Regions from separate parts of the Sus scrofa genome. Here all the other regions are linked to region 1. A link is a contact called in public Hi-C and HiChIP or PLAC-seq data. All regions are on one chromosome and are shown on one strand. Each heading gives the region's core, a stretch centred on a gene start, on an enhancer-like site or on the middle of the called end of the contact. The rest is flanking DNA. Distances are from core to core; before and after follow the strand shown. Region 1 holds the start of REL (proto-oncogene c-Rel). Region 2 holds the start of XPO1 (exportin-1). Region 3 holds the start of CCT4 (T-complex protein 1 subunit delta). Region 4 holds the start of USP34 (ubiquitin carboxyl-terminal hydrolase 34).

What was found. Hi-C and Micro-C count contacts between places; a contact is called where the count stands out from the background. HiChIP or PLAC-seq counts read pairs in DNA pulled down with a chosen protein or histone mark.
Region 2: an H3K27ac HiChIP or PLAC-seq map of alveolar macrophages shows a contact between it and region 1. The contact joins the promoter of XPO1 here to the promoter of REL in region 1. A contact is called at or near these places in 1 of 47 Hi-C or Micro-C datasets (heart right ventricle) and 2 of 2 datasets of contacts at active chromatin or transcription factors (alveolar macrophages and skeletal muscle).
Region 3: an H3K27ac HiChIP or PLAC-seq map of alveolar macrophages shows a contact between it and region 1. The contact joins the promoter of CCT4 here to the promoter of REL in region 1. A contact is called at or near these places in 1 of 5 promoter capture datasets (liver), 3 of 47 Hi-C or Micro-C datasets (heart right ventricle, liver and skeletal muscle) and 1 of 2 datasets of contacts at active chromatin or transcription factors (alveolar macrophages).
Region 4: a Hi-C map of skeletal muscle shows a contact between it and region 1, with 5 times the contacts expected there. The contact joins the promoter of USP34 here to the promoter of REL in region 1. A contact is called at or near these places in 1 of 5 promoter capture datasets (liver), 3 of 47 Hi-C or Micro-C datasets (heart right ventricle, liver and skeletal muscle) and 1 of 2 datasets of contacts at active chromatin or transcription factors (alveolar macrophages).

The regions. Positions count from the first base shown.
Region 1 is chr3:80,910,952-80,913,651 of Sscrofa11.1, reverse strand. It overlaps REL (proto-oncogene c-Rel), which reads left to right and starts at 1,419. Exons shown (of 10, transcript XM_005662527.3): 1 at 1,419-1,995. The coding sequence starts at 1,986.
Region 2 is chr3:80,253,671-80,256,370 of Sscrofa11.1, reverse strand. It overlaps XPO1 (exportin-1), which reads right to left and starts at 1,355. Exons shown (of 25, transcript XM_021087484.1): 1 at 542-1,355.
Region 3 is chr3:79,923,045-79,925,744 of Sscrofa11.1, reverse strand. CCT4 (T-complex protein 1 subunit delta) reads right to left here and starts at 1,407. Exons shown (of 14, transcript XM_003125100.4): 1 at 938-1,407. The coding sequence starts at 1,064.
Region 4 is chr3:80,329,448-80,332,147 of Sscrofa11.1, reverse strand. USP34 (ubiquitin carboxyl-terminal hydrolase 34) reads right to left here and starts at 1,251. Exons shown (of 78, transcript XM_021087495.1): 1 at 647-1,251. The coding sequence starts at 1,112. It overlaps LOC102166164 (a long non-coding RNA gene), which reads left to right and starts at 914. Exons shown (of 2, transcript XR_002342704.1): 1 at 914-973; 2 at 2,059-2,179.

The DNA of each region.
Region 1 (2,700 bases), core at 170-2,669:
TACAGCCTTTCTCTCTAAGATGTGTGTACAACTTTCGAAAAGCTAAACAAGGAGTTCCCTTTGTCCCTTTGTGGCTCAGCGATAATGAATCAGACTAGTATCCATGAGACTCAGGTTTGATCCCTGGCCTCCCTCAGTGGGTTAAGGATCTGGTACCTTGAGCAGCTGCGGAGTAGGCTGGCAGCTGCAGCTCCAATTTGACCCCTAGCCTGGAAACTTCCACATGCTGTGAGTGGGACCCTAAAAAAGCAAGCAAGCAAGCTAAACAAGCCTCTTATAGCTTTGTGCCCCTTTAAGATCTTTCTTGGGGCCTTGGAGCTATCTCTTGGAAATGTGAACATCAAGGAGGATGTTGCCCCATCTCCCTGTTTCTGTAGAAGTTTAAACCCTGGCTTTTAGCTCCAAGATGTAACTTCCTATTATTTTTCCTTGGGATAAAGACAAGTTTGTAATTGATTGTACCTGTCTGATTATATAAAGTGAGATTTCTTTTTTGTCTTTGCAATCGTCTTAACGCATCACAGTATGGTTTAATGTTTATTCAATAATAAAACTTTCATTCTTTTCTACTTTATTTCGTGAAGAGGATATTTTGGGAGTGGCAGGAGATTTTAATTATTTCCCCAACCGGATCCCCCAGTTTTGGCACCTGTATGGCAGACTATTTTCCATTACTCCTCCATATTTATTTTAGGCAGCAAAGGATAGTGGAAAGAGCCTGGAGCTTTGGAGTCAGACAACCCTGAATTTAAATTGTGCTTTTCTTTTTACTAGCATTCTAAAATAAGGACAAGTTACGTCTCTGAACCCTGATTGCCTCACCTATCAAATTAGGATAATAATACATTACAAACGAGGCAACTAAACTGACACTTAGGTCCTTTACACAGTAAGGAAACAAAGTAAACTTAGATTCCTTTAGTATACTAAACGTTACATTCCCTCTTTCCTCGGGCTATTTCTGTCCAGTCCCAAGGCAGTGTCCACATTAATCTTGAGCACAATGAACATCAGGCAACGAACTCACATTGCGGACCCTAAGAGCTTAAAAAGTTTTAGTTTGTAAAGTACGTTAACAGAGCCCTCGCAATTTAGACAGGCAAAGGAAGAAGATCGGGGGTCTCCGTATGCAAATATATGAATTACGACCGCGCACCGGCTACCGCGGCTTCCGCACTTCCCTTCGAGGGCGCTCGGGTACATCGGCGCTGTGCCGCCAGCCCGCGCGGGGGCGGAGATTTGCGTGTGCAAGAAGGGGAACCACCCATCGAAAACCCCCCCAAGCCCGGGAGGGCCGGCCCCACTTCGCGCCCGGCCCACCCCTAAGTGCTTGCCGGCGGTCGGCCCTCCTGACGTCACCGCACCCTCCCACCTGCTCCTGAACTTTAAGCCAAGCGCCCAAGAACATCCTGGAGGAGGGGGATTTCTCAGGAGCCAACAGCTTTCGCACGCTGGGGGAAGTCACCTCCCGGGTCCCAGCGTTCCCTGCGCTCCCGAAGGTCCCCCGTTCCCGCTTCCCAAACTGGATCCCAAGCCCTTGGGGGCTCCGGGGAGGGGGCGGGGCACGGGGCAGCCCAGCGCCGACGCACGCGCGCGAGTCTCAAGGCGTCCCGCCCCCTCCCGGGGGAAGGCGGCGGTGTAGGGGGCCTACGTCAGCTAGGGGAAATTCCCCTCCCGCCGGGCAGCCTGCCTCTCGGGCCGGCCAGAGCTGGGCTGCCGCTGCTGCTGCTGCTGCTGCGCTCCGCCCCCTGCCCCTGGCTCCCGCAGCCTGGACTGGCGACGCCGGGTGACCCGAGCGCGAGAATTAAGCGGGTGGGAAGGTGTGAGCCGCAAACCCAGAGGAGGGCGGGAAGGAGGAGGAGGTCCCGGGGGTGGTCAAGGGGATTGGGGATCCCGCTGGCAGAGGTCCCTCGGCCGCCGGACTGACTGACTGCGGCGGCCTCCGGTTCGGACGCTCGGAGCAGGGCGGCGCGGTGAGCAGAGCCATGGCCTCGGGTGAGTGTGTTCCCGCGCGGGCTACCTCTAACAGCGGGAGGGCAGGAGCGGGTCCGAGGGTCTTGCTGCTCAGAGTTTCGGGGGGTCAGTTTTGGTTGTGGCTCTTTGTGTCTTTAAACTCGACGCTGGCAAACTGTCAAGCTTTTGAAAAAGTGACAGAGTTCGGGGTTTGTGTGTGAAATCAAAGTCAAGCTCTGTAATTTGATGCCGTTGTAGTCGTCGGAACCTTAGAACTTCCCAAAGACTTGGGTCTTGGATTAGGGAAGTTAGAAGAATCTGAATGAAGGAAGACGAAATCCTCATATTTAAAAATTGATTTATTATTGAATTGGAGGTTTTACGTTTTAGAACAGGAAGGAGGATCCTTCCGACCTCAGGAGAGCTCTTTTTAGTTTAATCTCATCAGTTGCTGAGAGGTGATTGCTGTTGTTGCTGACAGCTGGGCAAAATGCGGTGAGGCTTTAAAAATTACCAGTGGTATTTTAATAGGTAGTAGGTGGAAAAGTTGCTTCAACCAAGTGGATCATTTTTACTGTGAAGTGCCTACTAACTTGTAAAACAGAAGTCGAGTTTTGTTTTCCTTTTTGGAAAGAAGGGGGAAAGACGGTTTTTTATTTTGTTTTGTTTTATCATCTCCGTGCTTTAAAATATGATGAAGCATGAAAAGAACTTTCTATCACTTATAAACTAGCAAATATTTATTTA
Region 2 (2,700 bases), core at 106-2,605, 660 kb after region 1:
AAAAAACCAAATAACCTTCCCTACTTTTAATCCTACTTTGCAAAAACCCAAAGATTCTGAGTTTCCCTGCAGGAGGAGCAGGCATCAGCCCCTCCCTCCCGCGATCCCAAGCTCTCCACCGAGGGGCCACGTGATGCAGGCGGACGTTTCAATGCTGCTGCACTAAATATTTCTGGAAACTTCCACTCCTAATAATTTCCTGAGATGTTCCTGAAATCACCCTAACTTCTCCCCGGCCCCTTGGGCTGGGGAAGCCCTTCCACTCCCGCGCCGGGCCCCACTTCACTATCACGCTCCTTGCCTTCCTCCACCGCTACCCGCACACGCGAATGACCCAAGCAAGCGCTCCCCTCCCGCGGCCGCCTCCCCGCCTCCATCCCCCAGCGGCAGAAGCGGCTCCATTCAATCGCAGGCTGTGCTGTGGGCCCGCCGCCGCCTCCCCGGCTCGTCTCCCGCGGCCGCCGCCGCGCCCCACACCAGCCTCCTCCCGCCCGGCCGCGCCGCCGCCCGACCCTCGGCCCCGAAGACACAGTCGACTTACCCAGAGATTGAACCAACTGCTTCTTCCTTCCTTGTCGGGGGATTAGGGCGAGGGAAGATGGGGAGGGGGGGAAGAGGGGAGGAAATCAAGGTGGGTTTCACAGTTTCCCCACCTTAAAAAAAGAAATTAAAAAAAAAACGAAGGCGATAAGGGCAAAAAAAAAAAAAAAAGCTCAATATTTACTATCTCAGGGACACCTCCCCCCGACACACACACCCACCCTCCCCCCCAAAAAAAGAAGGGGAATTAATATGTGGAATAAATGCTCCCGCCTGGCTGGGGCGTGAGGGAAGGGGGAGGGGAACCGGGTCAGGTCCCAAAGATTCAGCCCCAGGGGGACCCTCCAGCCACAGGCGGCAGCAGGAGCGGCAGGAGTAGGGGGTGTAGAGTCCACACGGTCGGGGGACGCTCTGCTGCCAGTTACAGTCCGACTCCCCCCTACCAAAATACGGCTCCCTCTCTCACGCGGCTCCGGTGCTGGGCCCCCCCCACCCAGGCTCGCCTAAACTTTCCCCCCTTCTCTTGCTCCTCAGCGACTGGTGGTTCCCCCCTCCCCCTCTGGGTGGTTGCACGGACTGCAGCAGCAAAGACTGGAACAGGCACCGCCGCCGGGGCTGTAGCTACTGTTGCTCTTGCTGATGCTGTAGCTCCCGCTGCTCCTGCCGCGGCCGCTGCAGCCGCTTCTCCCCCTCCTCCTAGTGCCTCAAACTCGGAACCGGTTGAAACCGGTTCAGACTGGGAGATTCCATCTCGGTTGAGTTTTCAGCCCATGGCGCCGCGGAGCGTTTGGAACCTGGGCCTCCGCCCCCAGTCCGCTTGCCCATTGGCCGCTTCCAGCCATAGCCGCGCCATCAGCCTACCTCCTATTGGTCATATCGCCCATCAATCTCTGCTCTAGGCTCCACACGAGCCCGCCGCTTCGGCCCCCGCCTCTTTCCAGCAGCGATTTGCCCGCAGAGTGGGGGAAGGGAAGTGGGGCGGGTCGCAAAGGAGCGAGGAGGGGGGGTGGAAGAGGAGAAGGTGGGACGAAGAGCTAAGCAGAGCAGAGTAGAGAGCGAAGAGAAGCCGCGCGGAAGATTGGTTCGAGAGGTCTGTCAATCAAATATAGCCCGCCCTCAACTTCCCGTCCTCCTCCCTCCGCTCCCCCTCCCAGGGCTTAGCCCGCAGGCCCGGCCTTTCCGGCCCGTTCATTGGCTGGGCGCCTTTGGTGACGAAGCGGGTGGGGCGCAGCTCGTGAGCTGGTGGAGGCGCGAGTTTAAGCGCGGCGCGCGGCCGCCTGCGTCCGCTCGGCTACTCCCGGACTCGCGTTGGTCGGCCCCCGCCGGCTCCCGCCTAGCTGCAGGGCCTTAACCCGCAGTGGTCGGGACCTGTCCCCCACCCATCGGATGGGGGCTGTGCAAAAACTAGGGCACACCCAGTTTTTTTTTAATCGGAGAGGGGCGGGGTGGAAAAAAGGAGCGAAAACAACACAACGGAGGCCAGTCGTAGGCCCCAGACCGGGTTTGGGGCCGAGATGTTGAGAGGTTGGGGTGAGGTATGGGGCACGCTCCCTTGGCGCCTCTTACTCCTCTCCGAGACGTGGGAAAGTTACCTAAGTAGTTCTTGGGCAAGTCTCCTTCAAATTTTAACTCGCCGTCTCCCCAGGTTGGAATTTGGCTGCTTCAACAACCAATTCTTCCTAAAAATTAAGACACTGTAATCCCTGTAATTGGTTTAACATCCTGTGCTTTTTGCTGGGTAAGCTTGAGTGCCAGCTGCCCTTGATCTTCCTTTACCTTCGCTTTTTCCTTTCGGGTAGTTACCCTTCACAAATTTCATCATCACCAAGTAGTATTTTCTATGAAAGTCACACGCACGTGGCCCTTCACATGGTTGTCTCTCTTGTCCGCAAGTGCCCTCCAAGTAAGCTTTACTGATTGTTCTTTGCTGAAGAAACAGCAAGCAGCCCACCAACATTTAGTAGGCCCATTGTGCCACCAAGAGGTTGATAAATGGTTTATTAAATCACAGTTTTCTTCAGCAAATTCTCACTTACAGTGGACAAAGGCTAATACCCAAACACTGCTTAAGAGTAACTCTCTCACCCTCCAATAGGTTTGCCAAAATGATGTTGGATTACTTTGAGACCTAAGATTTTTTATTCATTGCTTAGCTTGAAT
Region 3 (2,700 bases), core at 158-2,657, 990 kb after region 1:
CAGCAACGTAGGATCCGAGCTGCATCTGCGACCTATACAGCTCACAGCAAGGCAAGGTCCTTAACCCACTGAAGGAGGCCAGGGATCAAATCCACAACCTCATGGTTCCTAGTCGGATTCGTTTCCGCTGAGCCACAGGGTAACTCTTCACCTCTCATTTCTTCAGGCATCTTACTCTCTAACCCGAATAAAATACCCACTGTACACAATGCACATAATGGTCAAAAACTCTAAGCCTCTGCTCTCATTTTTTCCTTCCAGTCTTTTCTATCTCAACCCAGCTTCTCTTAATCCTCACACCTCTTAAAATCTTTCTCCTCCCTAATTGTATAGGTAGGGCAACCTTAGAGATTAAAGGTCACAAAGCCACGAAATAACGTAACTGAATGGAAAAAAGGCTTCTCGAATTCCACTATGGACCCAGCTCTTCTCCACCTGCCTGTTGCACTTGCAAAGCACAACGCCGCCTCACAATTATTCTCTGACAAGACGGGTCAGTTGGTTCCCCAGAACCCAGTACAATGGGACCGCCACGCCCCAATTTAAGGCACGGAGAGTTTACCCAAACTCGGTCAATGGCTGGGCGGAGAAGCTCATTTAAACAGTACTTTAATAGGGAAAAGAAAACATAAAAAGTACTGTGCAAACAACATTCTACCAGTGGACCGCTGCCTGCCGGCCTCGGCCGCTTTGTGAAATATGATGAAGCACAGCCCTGGACGACTATGGGCGTCTAGGATGCAGCAGGGACAAACTGGAAAAGCCTCCATACTCGGAGTCGGGAATTATGGGTTGAGAACAGAGAAGATTCTCTGCACTGAACTTACGCAACGGGAGGCCCAGAGGGAATCATTTGAAGAAACAGAAAATCCCATGCCCACCCAACACCCGGGTGAGAGCGCGTGGGAAGGCCGCGGCTCAGGCCGGGAGGCTGTACCTTTGGCCGCGGAGATGTTGCTGAAGCGGATCTGGGCCGGCTTATCACGGTCCTGATAGGCGCTCTTCCCGCGGCCGCTGGCAGCCCCGGCGGGCGGCCCGCTCCGGGGGGCCACGTTCTCAGGCATGGCAATCTCTGTTGGGTCTGAATACGATCGAGATGGACGGATGGATGAAGATTCTAGGTGGCCAGCCGCGCACTAACGGAAAGCACCCACCGCCTTTAAGAAGCTTCCAGAAAGCGGCGCCGGGCAGAGGAGGAGATGGGGGAGGGAGCCTGCCTGGCGGCGCGGCGCCGGCGTGACGTAACAGGCTGCCCGAAGTGCGCCGGGTGCGGGGGACCGCGCCGCGGAGCTCGGAAGTGGGGGGGGGGGGGTCTGTTGGCTCGGAGGCCGGGAGCTAGGGGCCCGGTGGGTGGCCTCCCAGGAGGCAGAGAGTACCACCTCCGATTTTAAAGGCAGGTGTTTGGACACCCACTTCTGCCCACTCCCCCCTCCTCCTCGGCGGTGAGGGCCCTTCCGTTAGTTCAGGCTGGGCCCAACGACGGCGCGGTGTTGTAGCCTGGGTCACGCCCGAGTGGGTGGGGCTGAGCGGGTGTTTGTAGAAATAGACCTGTATTTTATTGTTTTTACTAATTTTGAAAGCGAGTCGGAAGAAAGGTTTGGCAGAAGTGGCAGTTTTTCTTTTCTTTTTTAGATTATGGTATAGTTGATTTGCAATATTGTATTAGTCTCAGGTGTACAACATAGTGATTCAAAATTTTTATTTAAAGTTATTATGAGGGAGTTACCGTCATGGAGCAGCGGAAACGAATCCGACTAGGAACCATGAGGTGGCGGGTTTGATCCCTGGCCTCGCTCAGTGTAAGGATTCGGCGTTGCGGTGAGCTGTGGTGTAGGTCGCAGACGTGGCTCGGATCCCGCTGTGGTTGTGGTGTAGGCCAGTATGGGATTGGACGCCTAGTCCGGGAACCTCCATATGCCGCGTGTGTGGCCCTGAGAAGACCAAAAAAAAAAAAAAAAAAAAAAAAAGTTATTATGGGGAATACGGAATTCCCCGTTGTGTTGCAGTGGAAACCAACTAGTAGCCATGAGGTTGCGGCTTTGGCCTAGCTCAGCGGGTTAAGGATCTGACTTTGCAGCGAGCTGTAGTGTAGTTCGCAGACGTGGCTAGGGTCTGGTTTTGCTATGGCTGTGGCACAGGCCTGCTCCTACAGCTGTATTTTGACCCCTAGCCTGGGAACCTCCATATGCCTGGGGTGCTGCCCTAAAAAGGCAAAAATAAATAAATAAAGTTATCATAAAATAGTGGCCGTAATCCCTATGCTATGCAATATATCCTTTGGGTAATTTTACGCATGCCAGCTTGTACCTCTTAATCCCCTACCGTTATTTTGCTGCTCCCGAGAGGTAACCACTAGTCTGTTTTTTCTCTGTGTCTGTGAATCTATTTTGTTATATTCATTCACTTGTTTTATTTTTTTCATTCGACATGTAAGTGGTAATGTGTACTGTTTATCTTTCTTTATTTCGTTTAACATCATATTCTCTAGGTCCATCCATATTGTTGCAAATAGCAGAACTTCATTTCTTATGGCTGAATAGTATTCCATTGTGCACACATACCAGATCTTCTTTATCCATTGGTCTGTTAACTGGCATTTAGGTTGCTTCCATATCTTGATTATTGTAAATAATGCTGCTACAAACGTTGGGATTCATGTATCATTTGGAATTAGTGTTTTCATTTTCTTCATATTTACGA
Region 4 (2,700 bases), core at 2-2,501, 580 kb after region 1:
GAAACTTTCCGAGAGCTGAGACCTCTCAGGCCCGGCCTAACCAGAGCTCCGCCGCGGCCCCTACTCGGGCGCCCAGGTAACTGGGCCGGGTTGGGCCCGAGGCGCCGCGGCGGCCGCGCCACCGCGCACCTTCCCGGGGCGCTAGGCCCGCACGCCGCCCGGCTCAGCCGTCGCCTCCCGCAGGCCGCGGCAGCTCCGGGAGGCCGGAGAGCGACGCGGGGACCCCCAAACCGAGCACCCGGACAGGCCGCCGCCGCGGCTACTTACTTTCATTTAACACCTCCACCAGGTCTGCGCAGTTCTCGCACATCGTTCGGCCGCCGCCCCCCCCTCCCCCGCTTCGGATCGCACTGACTGATCCCGACCGGCGGGGGGAGGGGAGAGAGGCGGAGGAGGGGGCCGGCCGGCCGGCGGGGCGGGGAAGCAACGAGGGCGGGCGGCGGTGGGGACGGGGCGGGGAGCAGGAGAATGGGGGAGGGGGCCGGCGGTCCCCGGAGCGGGCGGGGGAGAGGAGGGGGGCGAGGGGAGGTGCGCAGGCCGGAGGGGCGCGGAGGCGCCGGCGGCGGGGAAGGGGGGGAAGGACGGGGGAGGGGAGAGGGAGGGAGGGGGCGGGTGGGGAGAGAAGCAGCAGAGTCACTTCACCGACCAGACGCCGCGGCCACCGCCGACGCCGCCGCCATTTTAATAGAGCGTTCGGACTGCGCTCGGCTCTTTCCGTCCGGGCGAAGGAGCCGACGAGTAGTGCCTCGCGCTCTCATTCCTCCGCCTCCCGCCCTCCCACCTCTCCCTCCGCACACACGCCGCACGCCCCACACCCCGCCGGGGCCGGCTCGCCGCCCTCCTTTTCCTCTTCCGTCCGGCCTCCCCGCCCTCGGTCCACCCCCTCCGCGCGCTCGCCCACCCCGCCCAGCCCGGATCTCAGTCAGCGGCCGGAAGGGAAACGCGAAGCCAGCGCCGCTGCGGGGGGAGTCGGGTGAGTCGGAGAAGATGGCGGAACAACGAGCGGGTCGCGGTTGCGCGGCGTCGCCCACCGCGGCCACTGCGCGGGCCCGGAGGCCCAGCGAGCGCCGGGTCGCTCGCGCCTCCCTGTCCCCCGCCCGGCGCTTCGCCATTTTTCCTCCGGGCCTCCGAGGCGGGCTTGATGCTGATTTGTCCCGTCCCCCTCCCGGACTTTGAAGTTCAGGAGGCTAGGGTTCGGGAGAGCCGGCCGAGGAGATGCCGCAGCCCAGGTGGGGGCACGCGGCCCTCTCCCCTCAGGGTTTTGTGAGAATGGAACAGCCTGGGGCCGCCTTAACCTGCAGGCGTGTTTCTCGCTATTCTCTACTCTGTACGGCTCATCCGTCCTCGAGGAGAAAGACACCTTGATGTGACAAGAAATGGCGGAGCGAAGAGTGTTCGCTTGGCATCTCCTCCTTTTTACGCAAGAGGGCCCCCTACGAATTCCCCAGCTGCGAGTCTTCACCTGAAGTAGCGTATTATCCACCCGGGCGAAGAGCAAACAAGTCGGGTATTAAGAAGGGGAGGGGATGATGAAGAACAGGTGGAGGGAAGGGGGCGCTCAGCTGGAGTTTAATGTCGCGCAGTTAGCCAGCTTTGGGGAAATTTCCCTCCCCTGCACCGATAACTTCTTGATTTCTATAAACATTACGTTATATGGAGATATGACTGAAAAGTCCAGAAGTAGTCTACATGATATTCATAAGATATGTATCCAGAGCAGCTGTGGAGGCCTTAATAGCAATTCTTGCACAGGTTTTGTTGAGGTTAGGTCACACCATCTCTCTATGCCAGGACCACCTTCCCGGTATTCTTTGCCGTTCTGCCGCTTGAAATAAATGCTATAAAGTTTTTGCTAAACCTATTTTAAGTTGTTCCATCCGAGCAGGTGATCCATAAAAGCTATAGCTATTGTGCCATCATCTTCCTTTCTTCCCGTCCTTCCCACAAAACATGGGTTTCTTCAGACTTTAGATCCTGTAGCAGCCATTGCCCATCCAATGCCCATTCCATCCACCCCTCATCTCTTTCCAAACCCAAGTGTGTTTGTTTGTTTTTCAGGTCGCAGGTGAGACTCTGAGAAGCCCCAAGGACTATTTGTGTTTGGTTTAAAGCATCGAGTATGATTTCTCTAGGGTTGGCCATATTGTTTGAGTTCTTGCCAATAAAATGTAAGCAGAAATCTGCAGAGTGGGTCTTTGGGAAAGAATTTCCCATTCCTAAAAAAAAGGGCCAAATTCAGCAGATGTGCCCTGCCTGAAACATGGCCTTGATACTCAATGCAGCATCCCAGTTTGATTTTTTTTTTTTAAAACGGTTAAACCACAAACGGTAAAAGCCAACCTAAAGTTGAGGATAAAGTATAGGACTTTGCTGAACTGATGCATTGCACAGCAACTATCTACCCTTTATGTGAGAAAAATGAATACCTTTTTTCCTTAAGCCACTCTTAGATTTCCGTTACTTGTAGCAAACACATTCGTAACTGATATATTCTTTTAATAAGTATTTGTAAGTATCTGTCAGCTATGTTTTTTAAGACTAGAGAGAACCCATAACAGTTCTTGAAAATGAGGACAATTCTTACCATAAATATGAAGTACTAGGATGTATAGAAGACACATTCTGATTTTTTTTTTTTTTTTTTTTTTTTTGTCTTTTGTCTATTTTTTTAGGGCCAACCCTTGGCATATGGATGTTCCC